2 separate regions of the Sus scrofa genome follow, and region 1 is linked to region 2. The links are chromatin contacts, called in public HiChIP or PLAC-seq maps. All regions are on one chromosome and are shown on one strand. The core of a region is the stretch at or near the end of the contact, and the rest is flanking DNA. Distances in the headings are between cores, read along the strand shown.

The links. HiChIP or PLAC-seq counts read pairs in DNA pulled down with a chosen protein or histone mark.
Region 1: a contact with region 2 is called in an H3K27ac HiChIP or PLAC-seq map of alveolar macrophages. The contact joins two enhancer-like sites. A contact is called at or near these places in 1 of 47 Hi-C or Micro-C datasets (embryonic fibroblasts) and 1 of 2 datasets of contacts at active chromatin or transcription factors (alveolar macrophages).

Annotation. Positions count from the first base shown.
Region 1 is chr18:11,569,835-11,576,808 of Sscrofa11.1, forward strand. All of the region lies in intron 1 of CREB3L2 (cyclic AMP-responsive element-binding protein 3-like protein 2), which reads left to right. Among named protein-coding and RNA genes, the nearest start is that of CREB3L2, 40 kb to the left of the region's middle. Within about 2 kb of position 1,682, at least 3 of the 83 cell types and tissues checked have an H3K27ac peak or open chromatin away from gene starts, as enhancers often do. A contact at or near this core is called in alveolar macrophages, where this site is marked.
Region 2 is chr18:11,103,090-11,110,009 of Sscrofa11.1, forward strand. TRIM24 (transcription intermediary factor 1-alpha) reads right to left here. Exons shown (of 19, transcript XM_021079187.1): 3 at 5,688-5,835; 4 at 2,483-2,615. Among named protein-coding and RNA genes, the nearest start is that of TRIM24, 45 kb to the right of the region's middle. Within about 2 kb of position 3,637, at least 4 of the 83 cell types and tissues checked have an H3K27ac peak or open chromatin away from gene starts, as enhancers often do. A contact at or near this core is called in alveolar macrophages, where this site is marked.

The DNA of each region.
Region 1 (6,974 bases), core at 432-2,931, 460 kb after region 2:
TTGCCTCCCAAAAGCCTGCACTCCAAAAACCATCACCTTGAGGGTTAGGGCTTCCACATAGGAGTTTCAGGAGAACACAGGGATTCAGTCCATGTGAATTCAGTCCAAATTTAGTCCAGTTCAGAATCTATGCTCCTGTTCTCAGACACTTGAGAATCTGTATGTCATGAGAGCTGTTACCTTGAGACTGTGCTACTCATACACCTTACATGGAGGCAGTAAAATTATTGAGAATCACAGTTCTTGGCAGGTGCTTGTAAGTAAACAGCCTTTTTTAGGGAGCTTCAATTTACTCATTATATAGGGTCTTCCTTTTTGCATCCATCTTTCTTTTTATAATTTCTTTCTTTTTATTATTTTTCACTCCAGAGTCATAAAACCATGGCAAACTATGGTATCGCTTGTTCTTTGTAAAATCTCCAAGTTACACTTTCTATAGCCCCAAATGAGGCACTCTCTCCCCTTCTCTTCAAAAGATTAGCTTGTTCCAAGCTTTCCTTCTTCTATTCAAGCCTGGCAAGAATCAACAAATACTTATTAAAGATTTATATTTAACGCCATGGATAAAGCCACACCTTTCCACTGAGCATTGGTGCATCCGTGTGTTTCCAGTTTTCTTTGTTAACTGAATTTGCTTTGTGCTTACTTGCTTTCTGAAAGAGCAATAAATTACAGTGTAAGCTTACTAGGACATAGTTGTTGGTATTTTTAACTTTATTTTACTTTAATTTTAAGCTTAAAATTAGCTTGCTTAATAAAGTATTTAAACAAGGTATAGACAGTCTAAATAATCATCTGTTTTAAAAATTATAAAATGGTGTACATTAGGATATAATTTAAGAGGATGGAACTACCCCTGTGTGTCTTCTTTTTGGAAGAATTTCATGGCTTTTGCACCTGCTTCTCTAGTGTGTGTCTTTGACTCTCCCTCATGGTCGACTGGCACCCCCACCCCCAGCATCCTAAGTTCCTTAATCCCCTTGGTGAACTTCAAGGCCCTTCCCTGGAGACCAGTGGTTCTTCACCTGTGCCCCATGGACCTGCAACAGCATCTGAGAACTGGTCAGAAATGCATATCCCTGGGTCCCATTCCAGACTTACTGAATTAGAAACTCCAGGGGTGAGTCCTAGCCATCTGTGTTTTAAAGACCCTTCAGGTGCAATGGACTGAATGTTTATGTCTCCTCCAAATTCATCCATTGAAATCCCAATCTTCACTATAATGGTGTTTGGAGGTGGGGCCTTAGGAAGGTGAATGGGATTTAGTCCCCATATAGAAGAAACCCTAGAGAACTCCCTGGCCTCTTCTGCCAGGTGAGGACACAGTGAGAAGATGCCTTCTATGAGGAAGGGGGCTCTTATCAGACACTTGACTCTGCCATCATCCTGATCTTGGACTTCCCAGCCTCCAGAACTCTGAGAAATAAACACATTTCAGTCATTTCTAAGCCACCCAGCCTGTGGTGTTTTGTTACAGCAGCCACCAAGGACTGAGACAATGCAAAAGTTTAAGAATTCCTGCCCCAGCCCAGGAGGCTGGATTCAGTGGGCTTATCTCCTAATCTCTTGTTTTGGCATAGGCAGCAGCACTATTTCTTTTCTGTTGAGGTGTAGAGTCAGTTTCAAGTGGAGTGAGGCTTAGGATCACCCCAGTCAGTTCCCTTTACCACAGAAGAGAGCTTGTGACTCCACAAGGCTTTGCAGACAGGCAGTTGCATCATCAGATGGGAACCCAGGCTCCTTGCTACTGACATGGGCCCTTTTGCTTCTCTAAAACTGTTGCAGCTGTGCTTGCTGAGCTCAGGATTCTTTTTGTAAATTGGTCAGAGGTACCTCTAGCATCAGTCTGATCATTAGGAGTTCTCCTAACTTTTTTTTTTTTGTTGTTGTTGTTGTTTTAGGGCCACACCTGTGGCACATGGAGGTTCCCAGGCTAGGGTTCAAATTGGAGCTACAGCCTCCAGCCTGCGCCACAGCCACAGCAACGCTGGATCCAAGCCACATCTGCGACCTACACCGCTGTTCATGGCAATGACGGATCCTTTAACCTGCTGAGTGAGCCAGGGATCAAACCTGTGTCCTCATGGATACTAGTTGGGCTTGTTACTGCTGAGCCGCATGGGAACTCCACTCTTAACATTTTAATAACGATATTCTAAGACTTCAGAAGTGGACTCCAAAACCTCAGAATCGAGTGGATTTTGTCATTGATTTCCATTGAATAATTTTAGAGAAAAAGAGTCAATTGCTTAAACAAGCAGAATTCCACATGTTTCTCTCTTTTGTTTGCCTGTAAAGAGCGCAAACACACCTGTGTGCTCGTGTGTTTGGTGAGTGAGTGAGAGAGAAGGGGAGGAGAACAAGGATTCTATTTATGAGAAAATTGTTAGCTGTCTAAGGAAGGCATGGTTACTGGAGTGGCAGCAGTTGGAGCAGTTTGTGTGTTATGTGTGTAGGGGTGTGTGGCCACTTTGGTTTGCCTTGATCTCACTCCAATTTTGAAGAGATGTACATTTTCAAGCATCTTCAATTAAGCAGTTTCCTTCTCTGTCTTTTCTCTGTCTTGTCTCGCCTATTGGATAATCTTTTATTTTTTTTATCTTTTTTTTTTTGCCACATATGGAGGTTCCCAGGCTAGGGGTCTAATCAGAGCTATAGCCACCAGCTTACACCACAGCCACAGCAATGCAGGATCCGAGCCACGTCTGCAACCCACACCACAGCTCACAGCAACGCTAGATCCCTAACCCACTGAGCAAGGCCTGGCACTGAACCCGCAACTTCATGGTTCTTAGATTCGTTTCCACTATGCCACGATGGGAACTCCCTCCCCTACTGGATAATCTTTGTAGTAGATTTTACTGATTACTTCCGTGCTCTGTCATCTGAAGGAAAGTATAGAATTCGAAACAGTGTATCCAGATGATTCAATGTCTGACTACCTTGCAGGTCACACCTGTCCCCCTCCCTCCCTGGAGGCAGAGGAGGCCAAATAATGCTTTTAGCTGCAAGATCTCTTTCCTGGATGGCTTCAAATTCTCATATTTGAGGGGTCCATGGCCTCAAAGTGCTTCAGTGTCTGTGCTGAGTGTGTAGAAAGGAAAAGACCAGAAGAAACACTCCCCTGTCAAAAGACGCCATTGATTTTGTCGTGACAAGTGTTTGGGGAGCCAGGATACAGATTTGCTGGTAGATGAAGTGAGGGTTTCTTTAACAGGGTAGTAGGTTTTGGCTTCAAGCCAAGAGGGGGTGTCTTTAGGAGGGTGATGTCTGTTTATCTTGTCTATTGGCAAATTAGAAGATGACATAGATCATATACATTTCATGACTTTTGTTGGGGTAGAAGTTTCCAGATCAGGAAGGGGAGTAAAGGAGGGGGTTGGGGTGAGGGAGGAAAGGAAGGAAAGAGAAATGGGGGACAGAAGCTTCAAGGGGCTCAAAGCTGAGAGGGACTGCTTCTGTGCCAGAATCCGTATTCACAGTCCGGATTCATTGGTTGCGAGAATGGCCTGGTTGATTAGGTGGCAGCTGCTGTATTTTTTTTTTTTTTCTGGTGGGAGGTAGTCAGGGCTGAATTGAGATTCCAAAGTGAAGGGTGACCCCAACTCAGATAACTAGACAGCCTCGTGGATGGTCAGGAGGCAGTACGGAAGGGCAGGGAAGGCTTGACTTCCATTGGGTTAATCAAACATTTTTTTTTCATTTATAATGATTTTTATTTTTTCCATTATAGCTGGTGTACAGTATTCTGTCAATTTTCTACTGGACAGCATGGTGACCCAGTTACACATACATGGATACCTGCTTTTTTCTCACATTATCATGCTCCATCATAAGTGACGAGATATGGTTCCCAGGGCTACACGGCAGGATCTCATTGCTGATCCACTCCAAAGGCAATCGTCTGCATCTATTAACCCCAAGCTCCCTGTCCATCCCACTCCCTCTCCCTGCCCTCTGGCAACCACAAGTCTGTTCTCCAAGTCCATGAGTTTCGTTTCATTTATTTGGCTTCTGCCATGTCTAGGCACTGTTGGATCCTGTGGTCACATCCTTGAATGGGGGAGAAATAGTAAAAAAGCACAAAATAAGACATAAAGGTAGTAAAAGAATTGTATGGAAGGGGCTCTGGGTGTGCTTTGGGTGCATAGGGGGTGAGTGGGAAAGGCTGGGTTATGAAGTTGGAGTTTTCCAGGTGGAGAGGAGAGGTCAGTGGGATTCTGGGCTGTAGAAATCTGGAGTCCCAAGTCAGACGGGTGTGATGAGCACTCTGTTTGGGGAAATCCACGTCATTACTGCTGGCTGGACCAGATCTGGGCCTGTGTGAGTGCAGCAGCAGGTAAAGAAAGAAAGACAAAACATTTTGGGGAGTCTCCACTGTGGCACAGTGGAAACGAATCCGACTAGTATCCATGAGGATGCGGGTTCGATCTCCGGCCTCGCTCGGTGGTTGAAGATCTGGCGTTGCCATGAGCTGTGGTACAGGTCGAAAACGTGGCTGACTGTGGTGTAGGCTGGCAGCTGTAGCTCCGATTCGACCCTTAGCCTGGGAACTTCATATGCCGAGGGTGTAGCCCTAAAAAAAAAGGATTAAAAAAAAAAAAGCAAAAAGAAATTTGAGAATTTTAATGTACATCGGGGTGGAAGGGGGAACTGGATTAATTTCACACACACGGTTTTTAGAAAAGCCTCTGTTTTACAAAATGAAATGCTGTTCATATTGAAAAGCAGCTCTTCAACAACTGGGTTAATTGAATTTGGCCACTTTCCTCCAAGCATTGGATTCCTTTTCCTAGAAAAAGGTGAACACATTCTTCTAGCCTTGGGGGATGTTATTTCACCTGTGAGAATGGTCTAACATTCCAGGTGAAGCTTTGTACTACGTATGCTGATTGTAACATTCAGAACCTGGATGGTGAAACAGAAATTAAAATAGCCCACATTGTTATTTTTTGTTTGTTTGTTTGCTATTTCGATGTGGCATTTCTGAGTTTTGGCTCCTTCAAAACTATTCAGCGTGGCACTCTCTTTGATGAGTTGTCAAGGCCCCCAAAATGGAAAATGTCAAATGAAGCGGTGACCTCCAGGGAGCTGGGGTGGGCTCGAGAACTTTTGTGACTAAGAGAGTTCGGTTCATATGGAGGAAATTTGAAAAATGGTTCATAATTTAGAATGTTCAATTATATTGAAATTTTACTCTCCTAGCTATATCTTATTCTCTTTACACAATTACTACTTTTTAAAAAGAATTTGTTTTATTGCAGTATAGTTCATTTATAACGTTGTGTTGTGGTGTATAGCAAAGACTCAATTACTGCTTTTTAATTTCATTTCCATGCACTTATAAGCAGAAAACAACTGCTTATAAGTAATTGAAAGGCCTCTTGGGTCTTTTCCGACTCAAACTTTTATTCCTGAGGTGAATGGTTGTTCAGTCTTGCCACCAAATACCTGGCATCTGCTAGCACTTTGGTGGCAGCGAAATCTGAGTCCTAGAATCAAATACTTCGTTAGTCAAGTTTTAAGCATCAAATCAGGAATGATTTCAAGTAAACTGAAAGGTACAGTGAGAAAACAGAAATCTCACTTGCAGTAAAGAAGACTAATATTCGAAGGCTTCCAGAGACCCTTCCTCTGTTGCTTGGAGAAATCATTTAATCTCTTTGAGCTTCCAGTTCCTCCTTCCTATGGCCTCTGCCTCTCTGAGTGAGGTTCTAGTGTTACCTGCAACATCTAGTTCTTTTTTGAAAATCTGAGGCCAACATAGCAGATTTACTTTTGAAAAATCTGGTCGTGTGCTTCAGGGGTATCTATGACAGTATTTTCTGAATTACTCTTTATTTCAAATTATTTCCTAGTTAGAACAAAATTTTAATCAGAAATTATAAGTGAAAGGTACTTTCATACAGGTTTCTGGACTCAATAAACATTTTTGAATCTAATGTTTAGATTTTTAAAATTTTTTTATTTTTATTTTTTCCATTATAGCTGGTGTACAGTATCCTGTCCACTTTCTACTGTGCAGCAAGGTGATCCAGTTACACCTACATGTGTACATTCTTTTTTCTCACATTATCATGCTCCATCATAAGTGACTAGATATAGTTCCCAGTGCTACACAGCAGGATCTCATTGCTTATCCATTTCAAAGGTAATAGTTTGCATCTATTGATGTTTAGATTTGGCTTGAGGGACTTCAGGGGAGGTGAAAGAGGTGGCAGTACTGAAGAATGAATCCTAAAATTGTCATTGTCCTCTTATCCTGTGGCTCTTAAGAAACTAAGATGTGGCTTTGCTTCTATCCAGCAGGCTTTTGCTGCTGGCTTCTTAAAATGTTTGTGAAAGCATGCTTTTTCTGTGTCTATTTGCTGACTTCTTACTCTACAAAGGTGGAATATGGGTATGGATTTCTAGAGACTTTCTTTCTTTCCTTTCTGTGGCCACACCTACCACAGATGGAAGTTTCCAGGCCAGGGGTCAAATTGGAGCTGCAGCTGCTGGCCTATGCCACAGCCATAGCAATACCAGATCGGATCCACATCTGTGACCTACATTGCCGCTTACAGCAATGCTGGATCCTTAGCCCACTGAGCGAGGCCAGGGATCGAACCTGCATCCTCATGGACACTATGTTGGGTTCTTTGAGCCACAACAGGAAGCCCTTCAGAGACTTTCTCATAATAGTGTGGTAGTGTATGGGTCAACCACTTACAAGAGACTGGCCTGGGGACAATTAGGGGTTTAGAAGGTAATTGGTTTCTCGTGGCGGTCGATCATTCACCTCTAAGTAGGGTAAAGTGGTGGAGGTATGGTGTCTCTATCAGTGGCTATGCCAGAGGAAGGCTGTGCTTTCTTTGACATTAGATAAGAACCCAGAGAGTTCTCCTTATAGCTCAGTGGTAATAACAAACCCGACTAGTATCCATGAGGATGCAGGTTCGATCCCTGGCCCTGCTCAGTGGGTTAAGGCTCTG
Region 2 (6,920 bases), core at 2,387-4,886:
CTTGGTAATCCTATTGACTTGCACTATTCTTTTAGTGACTGCTCTACATTAGAAGATGCAGGTATTGAAGTATCATCTAATATTAATTTGTAGTTTACTACCTTCTTCCTAAACAACACATGAACACAAACTCTGTTCTGTATCCTCCTAACGTGTGGTATGTGATATATAACACACACATGACACACACCAAGACATTATTATTTCTTAAGTCAATAACATTTTAGATTTACTCACATAACTTTTTTTTTTTTTTAGGGCCACATGCGCGGCATATAGAGTTTCCCAGGCTAGGGGTCAAATCGTAGCTACAGCTGCCAGCCTATGCCACAGCCGAAGTAATTCAGAATCCGAGCTGTGCCTGTGACCTACACCAGACCTTACAGCAACGCCGGATCCTTAACCCACTGAGCAAGGCCATGGATACTAGTCGGATTCATTTCTATTGCACCTCAATGGCAACTCCCAGACTTTTTAACTTTTTAACATTTTAACTACTCTTTGTGCTGTCATGCATCACCTAGCATTCTTCTTCTGACTCAAGTTTGCTTCTGTGTTTACTGGGGAATGTATTCTCCCAGTTTATTTTGTCTGAAAACGTCTGTCATTAACTTTCAATTCTGAGGACTATATTCATTGGGTATAAAATTTTAGTTTTGTGGTTATTTTCTTTTTGCACTTCAAAAAGATTATTTTTTAATTATTCTGCTGGGAGTACTGCAGCTTCTAGAACATAGGCCAGATGTCTTTCTTCAGTATTACAAAGTTCTAAGCTATTACATTCTTTCCTCAAATGCTGTTTCCTTCCCATTCTCTCTCTCCTTCTTGGGTCCCAAGTACACCCTGTATTAGATCATCTCCATCCCTCTTCCATTTTCCATCTTTCTGTTTATCATGCTTCATTTAGTTATTTTCTCCTAGCTCATTACTCATTTTCTGGCATACCAAATCTGCTGTAAACGAGTTAATTTCAGTTATTGTAATATCAAGTTCTAGACTTTGTTCACATTGCCTTATTTCCCAGTATACATGGTTACTTCGAATTGTGAGCTGAACCATTTTAACGAAACTCATTAAATAAACCTGAGGTCTAGGATGATGTTTTGTTGCTCCAGGGAGGATTTCATTTTATTCTACCAGGTACTCTGAGGTACCAGCAATACAATTCTGATTTAATCCCACTCTGGCTACCGAGAAGATCTGATTCTGCACTTTTGGAACCTACCTGTGAACAACTATGTACCAGCTAGCTCATCTTTTCTATGACAGTGTAGACTTTCAGGATCCCAACTCAAGGCAAGGAGAAGTCTTTAACCTCTGAAATCCCCGAAGTCCAATCCCTGTCTTTCAGTCCTGTGAGCCTATTAAACGTACCCCTCAATCACTAGCCAAGTGCTTCCAAGGGGAAAAAGCCTATACCTTTTTCTGTTCCCACTCCATGCCAATCCTGGCCCATTAGCTCTTAATTATCAAGCTCTAAAATATCCTATCAATGATTTCTGCATTTTTCCCATGTCTTCTAAGTGACCCTCACTGGTATGGTTGGTCAAATTATCTAGTCTGCCACTATCGGGAGCCCAGAGCATTTTCACCAATTATATTTGCATTGATTTATCAGAATCTGTTTTTAAGTCAGTTGTTAATTCAAATGGCTATGGAAGACAGCTTTCAAAGTAAGCTTTGGTAGGGACTATGATGATTTAGAAAAGCCTTCCCATTCTAAAGAAGACTAAAGTCAATTCCAGCCAAATATTGACATGAGAGTATATGGAGCCCAGGGCTAGAATAGATTCCATTTTATTAAACCAAACAAAACCCGATCAAACCAAAATCAAAGACCTAACTTTTTTAATATGTAAAATCTCATTTACAACACTGGCAACTAACTAATTCCATGCATTTTTAAAAACTGTGTAGGAGAGTTACTGTTGTAACTAATATCTATAAGGCTGTCTTTCCGATCCTTGTCCTTGCTCAATGGGTTAAGGATCCAGTGTTGCCATGAGCTGTGGTGCAGCCCACAGATGTGGTTCAGATCCCATGTTGCTGTGGCTGTGGTGTCAGCTCCAACTTGATCCCTAGTCAGGGACCTTTCATACGCCACAGTGCAGCCCTTAAAAAAAAAAAAAAAAAAGCGTGTAGGCCAGTGGTTTGGTGACTTTGCTCTCCAGGGCATTTGGCAATATCTGGAGAGTTTGGTTTTCACAACTGGAAGAATGCTATTTGAATCTGTTAACTAGAAGTCAAAGATGCAGTTAACACCATACAAGGCACCAGACAGCCCCCCACAACACAGAATTACCTGGCTCCAAAGTTTGCAACACCCAAGGTGAAAAATCTTGAAAATCTTGCAACAGGCCAACATATTGCTAGCCAAACAAAACATTATCTGCAGACCGACATTGGGTTGGGGTGCCATCAACTGTCTAGTCCTCATAAAGCTGTGTTATAAATCTATGTACATAATGAAAGATGCTGGTACCTATGCTCTTTATGTTCTAATAACTGGCAGTCCCGACACGTCAGTTTGTCACATGTTTCACAGTAAAGCTTCAGCTGCTCCTTCTTATGAAAAGGACAAAACACTGGTCGCTGACTGGTCACACCAACTGCCTCTGTGGAAACAATGGGAGGCAAAAAGAAGAAATTCACATAATTAAATAGTGAATAACTCCTGGATGGTTCATTTATATTCAAATCCGTTGTGATATAAAGGAGCTGCAGTTTCACCAACACCATCATTGCCACTAGGTTTTATAATATAGCCCAGATAAGTGAGCGGGACCTAAATGGAATAAATGTGGGTGATTACCTTTTTAATGCAAGGCAGAATAATGTGTTAAAGGGTGATGGGAAAATTATTTCCCCACTTTTGCAAAATTCCTAAACAGAGCATACGCATCAACATGGCTAATCATAAAGTTTTTGCTATTAATAGTTATCCAACGTGGAAATAAAACTCCGCAAGGCTTATGTTACAATGTTAAATGGAAAAACGAGAATACAAATAAGTAGAATACAAAGCTACGTTGAGAGAAATTAAATATAAAATGAACTAAAATGTATAGAGAGGGTAACTAAGATAAATTTAAAGATAAAAACGAAAAGGTAACCTACTATCTAGTCATATCAAAAAGAAGGGAAAAATAAATAAAATTCTGAAAAAAGGAAAAATAACCAAGTAGAGAAAAATACATTAAAAGAATACTAAAAGCACAAGACATCAAGACTGAAAGGAGGAGTTCCCGTCATGGCTCAGTGGTTAACGAATCCGACTAGGAACCGTGAGGTTGTGCGTTCGATCCCTGGCCTCACCCAGTGGGTTAAGGATCTGCACTGCCGTGAGCTATAGTGTAAGTAGTAGACGAGGCTTGGTTTCCACGTTGCTGTGGCTGTGGCGTAGGCCCGATTAGACCCCTAGCCTGGGAACCTCCATATGCCACGGGAGAGGCCCTAGAAAAGACCAAAAAAAAAAAAAAAGACTAAATGGAATTAATTCCAACAATGAATGTATAGTTGGTTCAATATCAGTACTGTCATAGCTCCCTGCACTCTTCTCCCTAAGGTTCACGCCATCTGGGCATCACAGTAGGCAGGGTGACCACACCTCCTTAGCTGGCTTGCAACAGCCTGCTTTGCGTCGGCTCCTCAGGAATACTTATTGAGATTCTGATGTAGACGATTAAGGCATTAGTCACCCATTTATAGACTTCCTTTATTTATGAGGAATTTAGACTCTGACTCACAGTCATCCTCCTAGCCTAAGTCTCATCAACACCCTGGATGATTTAGAAGTCCCCAGAGTATCACAAGCCTCTCAGACTTTTTCATCTCTGAAAACCTGCACCTCATTTTAGCTACTTATTCAATTTACTACACATCATGGTCTCATCCTAGATTTTTTTCTTGTCCATTGCTCTTCCATTTCTGTAATCATAAATTCAAACATCCCACTTTAATAACTTCTGCTTTCTCAGCTTCCAATTCTTAACTACTCTCACTGTAGCTATCGCTATTGCTAGTCCCTAATCATTTCTTTCACCCTGTCAGCTGACACCATCAACTTCACTGCCTTCATACAGCTAACATCCCCAATAATTCATGCCAAGGCTTGGCATTTTCTGCATCTCTCACCCTGCGGAAATTCAAGAACACCAGTCCAGCTAATCTCCAACCCTAAATAGTTTGGTCCTTCTCTATCCCCACATCAGACTGGCGAGAACTGACAGATTAAGTTTTAAGAACTGTATCAAACGGAACCTTGATGCTACTATGCAATCCAAAGCTCAACTCTCTTCTAACTGGAATTATTTCCAAGAATAACTGGAATGTGGAATCCTTCACATTCTTTACTTTTTTAGTCCTATGTCCTCTGCTCTCCTTTTAAATAACTGCCTACCTTCACAGAAAAGCAGGTCTTTCTAGCACTAATCTATTATAGTTACCTGGGTCTATACCTGGCCTTTGCTCCTTTGTGTCTTCTCTTCATCAGTGATCTCAGAAGTGACACTCTCCTTTCCCTGTGCGTCCTCAGCTCTTACCACTCTTCCTCTTGCATCTTACTATTCAGCTATACTCAACATCCCCCTCTGGAAATGTGTGCATGTGCTTCAGTTTGCCCACCCTTCTCCTTCCTGTAATGAATTTCTATTCATCCTTGAAGCCTCAGGTTTGGCCTTTAATGCAAATCCCCAAATCTGAGTTTGGTACTCCTTTCATGTGCTCCCAAGGCCTGAACTATGATTCCTAATTTGTTTAGTCTTCATCATACTGTTAACTCCTGGACGGCAGGAAGTATCTGTCTAATTCACCATTTCATCTTTTTAATCTAGCACACTTTCTGGAATATAGAATAGGTGTACAAACAGTACTTGACTCAATGAATAAAAAGCAGTGAATTAATTTTTAAACAAAGATATATTAATGACTCACAAAACCAAATGAGGTTCTGACAAACATTACAATATGGATGGAGCCTGAAAACATTGTGATAAGTACAATAAGCTGGACAATGAAGGACAAATACCGTAGGATGTCCACTTGTATGAAATACCCAAAATAAGCAAATTCACAGAGACAGACACAGGACTAGAAGTTAGCGGGGGCTGCTGGTGAGAAGGACATAAGGAGTCATTATTTGCTGGGTACAGTTTCTTTGCGGGGCTGCTAAAAAAGTTTTGGAAATAGCTAAGTGCTGATGGTTGCATAACAATGTTGAATACAATTCATGCCACTGATCTGTACACTTAATATGGTTAGAATGTCAAATTTTAAGTTACAGATATTTTACTATAATAAAAAATACATTTATAGAACAAATATCATGAAACAGCCTTACCATAAGAATATCAGAGAGAAAAAAGTTTTAAAACTTTTTTAAAGCTCATCTGTTATCATCTTAAAAATAAGATAAGAAAAAAGTTTTAAAAGCTACTTTCTTCCTCATTTGCTATACATTCACATAAGGCATTTATATGAGGATGGTGAGTATAAATATAAAGCAGAACAGTTTATCTATTCATACCTACCGACATTTATAAGTATTCAAATACAGACTATAAACAACATAGACTTCCTTGTATTAAAATACAAACTATATTCAATACTTACTGGTGTATCTAAACAAGTCAGTATGGGAAGAATGACTATGGAAGGGATAGAGAAAAAAAGAGATAAAAAACGATTACCTGGAGATACTTCTTCTTTCTGTCTCACAGTGTGGTCTTTTGTGAATTTCACCCTTTGATGAGCTCGGATGCATGTCTTGCAGAGCCATTCAACACACTCTACACAAAACCCATTAGCTTCTGCATTGTCCTCACAGCTTGTACATACCTAATAAAAGAAACATGTCCCATCAATTTTTGAGATAAAAACACAACATGTAAGAAAAGGTAATCATATTTTAATGACATACCAAGCATGCTTGTCTCTGTCAGTTACCTTCCCGTGTTCATAAACTTAAACTGATACTATGTTTTCAACTATAAACATATGAAATGGAAATAAAAAGACATTAGCCCTAGTTCAATGTCAAATATTCCAGGCACTATGCTATTTGTTGAGGATACCACAATCAGAAAAAGCAAACCCAGTCCCTGCCCTTTTGACACCTGGGCTCCTAGATGGAAGTGTGGGTTCAAATCCCAGTTCCTCTACTTACTAGCTGAACAGTCTTGGGCAGGTGACTTAGAATGCTCATCTTTAAAATAGCGGTGTTCCCATCATGGCTCAGAGGTTAACGAATCTGACTAGCATCCATGAAGGCGCAGGTTCAAACCCTGGCCTTGCTCAGTGGGTTAGGGATCCAGCGTTGCTGTGAGCTGTGGTGGACAGAGGTCTCAGATCCTGGGTTGCTGTGGCACAGGCCAGCAGCTACAGCTCTGATCTGACCCCTAGCCTGGGAACCTCCATATGCCGCAGGTGCGGCCCTAAAAAGCAAAAATAAATAAAACAAAATAAAATAAATGATAACAACATGGATTTTACTGAGTGGTTCTGAAGACTAAACATGAGAAAGTCACATAATAATCACACTAACATATAACGACAAATTGAGAAGTGCCATCAAGGAAAAGAAGCTGTCAGCACGTATGATGGAGGAAAGTGATCTGATTCCAGTGGGGTTGTAGGGCTGGGGAAAGCACAAGCAGAGAGAGCCAGGCGAGGCTTTCTCTAAAGCGATCATATTTGTCCAAGATATGAAAGTGGAGTCCTCAATTACTGATGAAAGCCTTCTAGGCAGAGAGAACAGCATGTACCAAAGGCTCTGGCAAGAATATGGCAGGTTCAAAGAACTGACAGAAAGCCAAGTACGACTGAAGTGGAGAGATCAAGGGGAAGACAGGCAAGAGAAGGAGCGGGTGGCTGGGCAGGCAGGGGCCAGATCGAGTAGGATCACACAACAGTATCGGTCTTTG